Linked DNA regions of Mus musculus: all the other regions are linked to region 1. The links are chromatin contacts, called in public Hi-C and promoter capture Hi-C maps. All regions are on one chromosome and are shown on one strand. The core of a region is the stretch at or near the end of the contact, and the rest is flanking DNA. Distances in the headings are between cores, read along the strand shown. Region 1 holds the start of Lppos (LIM domain containing preferred translocation partner in lipoma, opposite strand). Region 2 overlaps Tprg (transformation related protein 63 regulated). Region 3 overlaps Lpp (LIM domain containing preferred translocation partner in lipoma).

Region 1 (2,765 bases), core at 149-2,648:
CCAGAATGGGTGGTTGTGTTATTAGCATGGGTTGAAGTTGTTTGGGAGACTGGGGTAAAGCAAAGGATACAGGATAGAAACACCCACACCCCCACCCACACACCCACACCCAAATCTGTGTTTTTGGTTAGTTTGTGACAGTGTCTATGTAAACCTCTCTTGTGCCGGGATGAAAAGCGTTCACTACTGAGGGCCAGAGGGCTTCCAGTGTCTCCTAGCCGGAATCTTAACCTAGTAAAAGGGGTTCTCATCGTTGCTCACTTTTACAAATATCAAACACAAAATATCCAAACCCAACCTTCCAAGAACAGGCTTGTCTTTATTCAAACCAGTTCACCCAGTTCGTGTATTTTCTTTTTTTAAGCTGTAAGAACAGAGCAAGCTTTCTGGTTGGTTTTCCGGCAGGGCAGGGTTGGGAAGCAAAAGTTAAACTCCAAAGGTTCTTGTCTTTGAACAAAGGACAGGAAGTTGCCCTGAAGCACTCGATTGCCATTGTTTCTCAAGGCTTGTCAACCACAACCTTCCAGGAACTGGGGTTAGTCACTTCAGTGGGTCAAGTCATCTGCCTAGCTCTAACTTGGGTCTAAGCTCACAGTTAGAGGCCGGGTCGTGCCTGGAGGCGGAAACCCAGCTAAGAGTAGAATACTGGCTCCTCTCCACGGGGCAGGACTGGGTCAGGTCCCAGCTTCGGAGCTCTCCTGTGCGAAGGGAACTGAAGTTGCTCTCTACCATCCCGGACTTCTGAGTCCTGCTGGAGTCCTGGGCGGGGCTCCGACGAGGCTCTTAGGGTGGGGGGTGGGGTGTTCCATGGCAGGATCTCTTTGCTCAAGCTCAGCTTTCCAATCTGTCGTCTGCAGAACAGACCCGAGTTGTGCCGGTTTCTCGACTTCCTCCTGCATCTCCTTCCTCTTCCTCCAGTGGAGGCAGATCCCTCTTTTCCTTCCTCTTCCCATGCTCCCTGTACCCCCTCCTCCCCCCGCGTCCCCTCCTCCAGGAAGTGCATTGCCCAGGGTCACCCACCTCGAGCCGCCGCTGCCCCCCGCGCCCCCTCCCCGTCCGGCTAGTGCGGCGGCCCGCGGGCACACGCCTCCCCATACCTTACATGGACAAATGCGTGCAGGCAAAGTCAGGAATTCAGGCCCCTGACGTCAGCCTCCAGCGCTCAGGGCACCGCACGGGAGACCGCGGGGAGGGGGTGGGGAGGAAGGAGGGGGAGAGCACCAACCAGCAGCCACTCCCGGCCTGCTGCTGAAGTTTCACTTTTTGTCTGTGGGTTCGCTCCCGGGGCCCGCTCGAGCTTTCCCGGGATAAGTAGCGTTAGCGGCGGGGGAGAGCCGGCCGCTGCAAGGTAAGGGCCGGCAGCGGGGCCGGGCACCGGGGAGGACGCGGGCCGGGCGGAGCGGGCCGCTGCGGGCCGCGGGCCGGGCCGGGACAATGGGAGGGGGAGTGCCCGGCACCTCCTCCTCCGCCCGAGCCTCCGCCTCCAGCCGTCGCGGCCGCCGCTGCCCGGTCCACCTCCTCCCCCAGGTATCGTAGCGAAGGCTTCCTCCCGCAGCCTCGGCCCGCGGGCGCCGCTCGACCCCCCGACCCCCCGGGGGACGGGCCGCTGAGGGTGGTGGGGAGCGCGGGGCGCCCTGCTCCGCCCCGCCCGCCGCGGAAGTGCGGGTCCCCGGCCGGGAAGCGGGGGTGCACGCCGTGGGGGAGGGGCGGATGCGGGAGTCCCCAGCGCGCCCCCGGCCCGGGCCTTTCTGGGTGCCCAGGGGGCGGGGCCGCGCCCGGTGGCTTCGAGCTTTCGTGGAATCCCAGTTGTCACCGCGGAAAGGGCCTAGGGACCCAGTGACTCGGAGTCTTCCCATTTTACAGTCAGGGCAGGCGAGGCAAAGAGAGGCAGGCTTTCCTGGAAGTCATCCCTGGAAGGTGGAGCCAGGTTAAGATCGGTGGCTCCGGACCTCTGCTCCCCTGCTGCCTTTTTAAAATTTTTTAAAAAATTTATTAATTAATTTATCTTTTTGTAAGCGGTTGTGGAGTCTCCACTGCTTTTAAGCACTGTAGGTTACAGAGGCCAAACTTTGCCCTCTGGGAGCGCTCACTGGAACGCAGGAGCCTAACCTGACTCAAAGTAGGAAGGGCCAAATCCTGGAGAGAACGCAAAGATCAGGTTTTTTTATGGGAGTTCGCGGAAGGACTTTTCTTATTTTGGCCTCCATGGCCGGACCCGAAATCCCAGAGGGGCCTGTGATTGACTCCTTTGAAGGATAGGGAGTTTTCTTAAGTAAAAAAGGCGAGGCCTTTCGTGTCAGGGAGGCAGCTGCAGACCAGAGAAGGCTAAATAAGGGTGGGGAGTGGGCGTGGGTGGAATTGTGTTCGTGGCTTGGGGTGGGAGTATGACAGGAGACCGTGTCAGTGGAGTTGTGGCTTGGGTACTTGGACAGGGCAGTGTAAACTGTTTCTGGCCTTCTTTCTCTTTAGGAAGGGGGTCCACTGCTTCCCCTCCCCCACAAGGAAGGCCTGGCAAGAGCTCTCCGCGGATCCTTTCTGGGACTCTCCTGTTTCTATACACTCCCTTTGCAAACTTGCCTCTGCAGTAAAACTTTTTCTCAAAGATGTTAGTGACTTAATGGTTCACTGTTTTCACTATTCCCGGCACAAGCGAGTTTTCAGACAAGCTTTAGGGGAAGAGGGAAAGTGTACAGGGCTACTGTAGAGTGTGTCAACCTCTCCCAGCGGGACCCTTTCTCAGTTTTACAAACAGGAAGTAGACCCCG
Region 2 (2,765 bases), core at 199-2,698, 960 kb after region 1:
TCTGCCTGTCTTTACCTAGTGGTGGGATTACGAGCACATGTCCGCACACAAAGCATTTGTTCTGGGTTTTGGGACTTGAACTTAGGTGCTTGTGCTTGCAAAGAGAGCAATGTATTAACTGTGCTATGTTCCATTCCCTTCCTATCTGTCTCTTGTGGGCATACTCCACCTGCCCAATGGTAGGTGCATATTAAAAAAAAAAACCACTCAGGAAATAAATTCTCCTAAGTTTTTCTTCTTTTCACCTTAGAAAATGTCATCCAGATTTTTCAGCTTGTGATTTCCCAGCACTAGGGTTCTTACCAGACTGTAGAAAATGACACGTGTTAGGAGAAGCTTCTGCCAGGGCATGGAAGAGGTGCCAGGGACTCTTTTCCTTAGCCCTGTGGGCAGTGGGTAAGGAATCGTTAGACCACAGTTTACTTCTGTGGCTCTGAGTTACCTTTCTCTGGTCACATCATACCACTGGGTGCCATGCTGTTCTTCCTTGTATGTGTTCCTTCTCATAGTACAGAGCTGTGTGTGTCGGGGCAGGAAGATCTTCTCAGGATTCCTCATGAGGAGCCCAGAGCCCAGTGTGTGACTGATGGCACAGGGTAGTGGAGAAACACAGGGGGGAATCACAAGCAGCCAGGGTTAGAGACCTGGGAACAGGGAAGGTTTGTGGTATTGGATTTTTATTAGAAACCGTGTTTCTTTTGAGGGTCTCCCATTTTAAACAAACTGGAGTGGCTTAGGGAAAAAACTAACCAAATGACTGAAAGAAATGTATGTGGGTGATGTAGCTAAACATTTCGCAAGACTCCACTTAACTCAGGGTGCATATGCTTTGCTCCAGTGCCATGCAGTTTTCATCTGTTTGTGTTTGAACAGCAAACCCAAATTGGATGCTCTTCAGGCTCCAGAGCCTAGTGGATGCTCAAGGAATGTGTGAGGAATGAACGATGCAGTGTTTCCTCTCTAGGTTGCTGACTCTGGGCTAGCCAGGATGCTGTCTTCCTCTTCTCTTCAAGGGCTTGGGCGACATACTTGATTTGACTTGTAGATCACAGATAATAACTTTATTAAGCATCAGGGTACATAGAGAAATGCCTGTATTAAGTTATAGATATACCCCATCTCTTTCTCTGTACACATATGCACACGTGTGCACGTATACATATATTCACACACATACATATACACACACATACATACATGCAGGGAGGGAGAGAGAGAAAAAGAGAGAGACCATTAGAAGAAAATTTTCTTCAGAAGATCATTTACAAACAACAAATTGATTTCCTAGTCTCAAAAGACCAAATCAGAGACTCAAGTATCACTGGGCACAGGTCTGGGCTGCAGGAGGGGTACCTGGGATGACCTGAGTCACTGGATAACTGCCCTGGAAACTTGCAGGATTAATATGGCCTGTCATTGCTAGTTCGCTGTTGCCCTCTGCTGGTGAATCTCTTCATCTCAGGAAGCTGGAGCTGGAGATCTCAGATGGTCTCTTAAACTGGTCCTGGAGGCTCCTTTCAACCAGCCAGAGATGAAGGGGATACTGGTGCTGAGGAACAGTGGCAAACAGGAAGTAATGCCCCGGGAGGGTTATGTGTCAAAGGGAGATAGGTCACGTGTTTCTGTTGTTTGTGTTTGTTGAGACCTTGCTGGGTTCAGTACAGAGACCCAGGAATAAATGAGGTGTTGATTCTGCAATAGAGGAAAGACTACTCAATACACAAGGTGAGCAATTGGATCAGCATATAAATAAACTGTCAACCAGAGACAATTATGACTATGGCCATAGGAGAGGTACTGAAGACAGTGTTTGTGATGAAATGACATCCACTTGGGGACAAGGGTCCATGCAACAGGCAGCATATCAACTGGGAACTTGAAGGATAGTTTGTGTTTTCTATCTTTGAATTCAACATTTATTAGTAATTAATATGCATTGATGTTTTGCCTGCATGTATATCTTTGTGAGGGTGTCAGATCCCCCCGAATTGGAGTTAAAGACAGGTGTGAGCTGCCATACGGTTAGGTTACTGGGAACTGAACCCTGGTACCCTGGAAGAGTAACCAGTGTTCTTAACCATTGAGCTGTCTCTCTAGCTCATTAATTCAATTGCCTTAATTTTTATTTTATTTGAAAATTATTTGAGGATTTTATAAATGAGCACACCATATTTACATCATTTCCAGCCCCCCCCCTCTCCGCCCCGCCAACTCCTTACATGTTCCTCCAATCCTTCCCTCTCAAATTAATGAACTGTTCAGGTGAGTGAGTGTGTGTGTGTGTGTGCAGAGGGGGCAGGGATGAAGGAAGCCTATTAATGCTGTCTGTATGTGGATGTGTTTAAGCTGACTTCTTAGGATTAAGATCTTCTTCCTCCCTCAGCATCCATTCTGTGACTCTTCATCCCTTTATATTGGGTCTCACCTGGTGAGGCCCATGCAGGTCTTCTGTGTTAGCCTCCCTCCCTCCTCTCCATCCTGTTAGCCTCTCTCCCTCCTCTCCATCCTGTTAGCCTCTCTCCCTCCTCTCCATCCTCTGCTAGCCTCCCTCCATCCCTCCTCTCCAGTTAAGACCTCCTCCAGTTTTCCCACTCCCCATTCATAGCACCTGAGTCCTTCTATCCCTTTCCCTAGAGTTCCTCACCCCCAGTAATCCTGTTCTTCTCTCCTGGCTTCTATTGTTGGTCCAGGTTATGTGCTCAGACCCAAAATCCAGAGCCAGGATTCACATATAAGAAAGAATATGTAGTGTTTGTCTTCCTGGG
Region 3 (2,765 bases), core at 172-2,671, 570 kb after region 1:
CATTGATGTGCCCCAACTAAAGGTGGACTCTTCAATGTAATAACACTGATGTAGAACCATCCTGTGGCAATTCAAGAGAAAAGCATTTTGTGTGTGCTGCAGAGAGTCATCCAGAGCCACAAGACTCCATTGACTAGGTCTGTCTCAGTAGCCCAGCTCTTCAGCACGTGTCACAAAGGATGATGGAGTACATTTTGCTGTATCCCTCTTTGTAGATTTCATGTAAAGAGGTAACACTCTATGCAGGTCACTGCCTTAAAGAATACAGGACCGCTGTGTGAAAGGGCAGAAGAATGGAGAAAACAGTAACAGAGGTAACAGCTGTACGCCCTTGACCTTTGGAAAGGAAAATCTCAGAGCAGAGGTCCCAATTAATGAAGAGCAAGAACACAGAGAAGTTTGGGTTGGTTTCTGAGCGAAGACTGGAGAATGGGATACCTGTCTGCAAAGGGAAGGTCCCATAGGGATCCAGAAGGACCAAACTGTCCACTTAGAGCTGGCCTTCGAAAGCCTTCCCTCGTGTCAGAGCACAGACACTCAGAATGATCTCTTGAGCAATCTCCTCTATACTTTCTTTCCTTTGATAGTAAACACACCGTCTCTGTTAAAATCTGCTTCCCAGCTAAAACTGAACACAGACTCCAAACCACCAAATCACTTTGGACTTTTCTTTTCTTACACCCCACCAACAACTGGGATGGCATGCATTTGAACAAACCAAAAGTGATTTCGCTCTTCTAGTTTTCAGAGCTTTTTGGCTAAATGCAGAGTGAGAAATTCATACCTTTTTCAAACAGTGTGGGTTCTTTTTCCCAGTTCCTCTCATCCATCTGGTTCTCTGGAGGTCTTGGAATCCAGGAAAGTGTTAGTTCACTGTGCTGAAATCCAAAAAAGACTGCTAAACTGTGAAAGAAAATTTGCATTCCAGAGACACCAAAGGAGTTAGTCCACAACTCTGTGCAGCAAGGAGCAAACATCTGTATGTTCTGCCTCCTTTGTCTTTGAGGCAGTTGGAAAACCCTGTAGCATGGAAGAAACCCTGCATTCACTGAGCCTTTCCTACCTAGCTCATCTAAATGTAGTGCAGAGTACAGAAAGAAGAACCAAAACGTGTTAGTATTTTATTTCTAGTGTCAAAAATTATTACAGGCGAGATACCGTTTAGGAGAACAGCAAATCGCTCTGCAGCCTGTTGAGATTCCATTCCCGTGAATGGGTTCCTCAGCCGGGTGTGTGGCTCTCCCATCAGCGGGCCTGTACTCAATAGGAAACCACAATCACAGCCCTGACACTGGCATGTCACCGTGACCTTTCTAAGCCCAAGTGCTGCCTTTTTGTCTTCCATTGGCAGAAGTGTAATTAGAAGGACTTGTTTTCAACAGAAGCCAAGTGATTGCCAAATGTGCTCAAATGATCTCTAGAGGATCAGAGGTAGCTCACCGCCCTCTGGCTGTTCCCACTGCCACTCCCAAGAGTTAGAGGCTTAACTCTAACTCTTTTGAAAGAGATCAAGTTTGGTTCAAAGAAGCTTCTCTGTCACATGCATATGAACAAGGAGAAATCTTCCATGACCCTGGTGGTTGGCTCAGACCTCTCATGGCTGTAGTGTAGGAAATAATTGCAATCTACACATCAGGAAGAAAATAAGCACCACGCAGTCCTGGGTTTCAGAAAACAGGCACGTGAGCAGAATGGTACTAAGAACATTTCTAGTCTCTGCTCGCATATCATGATTCTAATGGATGATTCAGGGTGGTTTAATTCTGATCTGCAATGTGCACACAGGTGGTCATTACTGTGTATACACATAGCTGGAAAGAGCTTTGCTTAAACTCACATTTTAGAATGTTCCCCTAGATGGGTCAATTACCATTGATAATCAGATGGCGTTAAGCAAAAGGGTGTTGCCCTACTGACTGTGTGTATGAATAATTTCAGATCATTTATGCTCTTAGGGGAGGTTTTAACATTTTTTTGAGAGATACCCTCTTGCTGAGATGAAAACAATTAATCCTAAGACTAAAACACACCTAAGATGTTACTTTATTTAATGCAGTTCATTTTCTTCTCCATACAACAAATACTTTTTGCAGGCCTGTTATGATTGCATGCTGTTATAGAGGCTGATAACGTATTAGTCTTCAATGCCTAGAAACAAATAATGATACAGGCTGCCACTGGCAAGAATGATGAGAGGTGGGCCTTAGACAGCATGACATGAGAATCAGTGTCTGAGGTCCAGGCCAGACCCTCCTTTTCCATCACTGTGTATTCATTTTCTGCTCTCAAAGGCAGAGGTGCAGCACAGAAGCAATGAACAGTGGCTTTTCACTTGTGTTCATCTGGTCTTCTTGAACCATTTGCCACCACAAGTTTGGCACTTCGGAAGGCACCCAGTGATTGGATTGGGGCTAGGGAACACAGACGAAAGGATGTCATTAGGGTCCTGGATGTGACATCTTCATCAATGAGAGTAATACTGGGAAAAAACATCTTCCTAGTGACAGCATCCTGCTAAATAATGTGAAAAGGGACAAGAAGCCCCAAATTATATATTTGTGAGGTGTTCTGGGACGGCAGGATGCTAATGATGAGCCAAGGCATTTTGTGGGATGGCCACTACAGGGAGCTAGAAGAAACTTACTGATTAGCAGTAAGTGTGAACTAGAGAAAATCTTGTTTGCCTTTGGTGTAGAAGTCATAGATTCAAATCCTGATCACCTTAAGATGTGTAGCATAGAAATTCTCCATTCTGCCTCCCCTGC

Evidence for each region. Promoter capture Hi-C pulls out the DNA fragments that hold promoters and counts their contacts. A called contact is a pair of places that touch in the nucleus more often than the background predicts.
Region 2: a contact with region 1 is called in a Hi-C map of neural stem cells, with 4 times the contacts expected there. The contact joins the enhancer-like site here to the promoter of Lppos in region 1. A contact is called at or near these places in 9 of 39 promoter capture datasets (the 3T3-L1 cell line, 3T3-L1-derived adipocytes, embryonic stem cells and 5 more), 2 of 15 datasets of contacts at CTCF or cohesin (large pre-B cells and pro-B cells), 3 of 484 Hi-C or Micro-C datasets (cerebellar granule neurons, neural stem cells and olfactory sensory neurons), 6 of 115 datasets of contacts at active chromatin or transcription factors (the NIH/3T3 cell line, embryonic stem cells, forebrain and 3 more) and 1 of 9 other capture datasets (embryonic stem cells).
Region 3: a contact with region 1 is called in a promoter capture Hi-C map of liver, with 4 times the contacts expected there. The contact joins the enhancer-like site here to the promoter of Lppos in region 1. A contact is called at or near these places in 10 of 39 promoter capture datasets (the 3T3-L1 cell line, 3T3-L1-derived adipocytes, the C10 cell line and 5 more), 1 of 15 datasets of contacts at CTCF or cohesin (pro-B cells), 4 of 484 Hi-C or Micro-C datasets (bone marrow-derived macrophages, cerebral cortex, liver and 1 more) and 13 of 115 datasets of contacts at active chromatin or transcription factors (bone marrow-derived macrophages, craniofacial prominence, embryonic forebrain and 6 more).

What each region holds. Positions count from the first base shown.
Region 1 is chr16:24,392,257-24,395,021 of GRCm38.p6, forward strand. It overlaps Lppos (LIM domain containing preferred translocation partner in lipoma, opposite strand), which reads right to left and starts at 1,399. Exons shown (of 2, transcript NR_037954.1): 1 at 1,098-1,399; 2 at 300-851. It overlaps Lpp (LIM domain containing preferred translocation partner in lipoma), which reads left to right and starts at 1,094. Exons shown (of 13, transcript NM_178665.5): 1 at 1,094-1,348.
Region 2 is chr16:25,348,378-25,351,142 of GRCm38.p6, forward strand. All of the region lies in intron 3 of Tprg (transformation related protein 63 regulated), which reads left to right. Among named protein-coding and RNA genes, the nearest start is that of Tprg, 63 kb to the left of the region's middle. Within about 2 kb of position 1,449, at least 3 of the 459 cell types and tissues checked have an H3K27ac peak or open chromatin away from gene starts, as enhancers often do. A contact at or near this core is called in neural stem cells, where this site is marked.
Region 3 is chr16:24,960,255-24,963,019 of GRCm38.p6, forward strand. The region is part of intron 10 of Lpp (LIM domain containing preferred translocation partner in lipoma); the gene reads left to right. Among named protein-coding and RNA genes, the nearest start is that of Gm52245, 20 kb to the left of the region's middle. Within about 2 kb of position 1,422, at least 40 of the 459 cell types and tissues checked have an H3K27ac peak or open chromatin away from gene starts, as enhancers often do. A contact at or near this core is called in the SN4741 cell line, bone marrow-derived macrophages and liver, where this site is marked.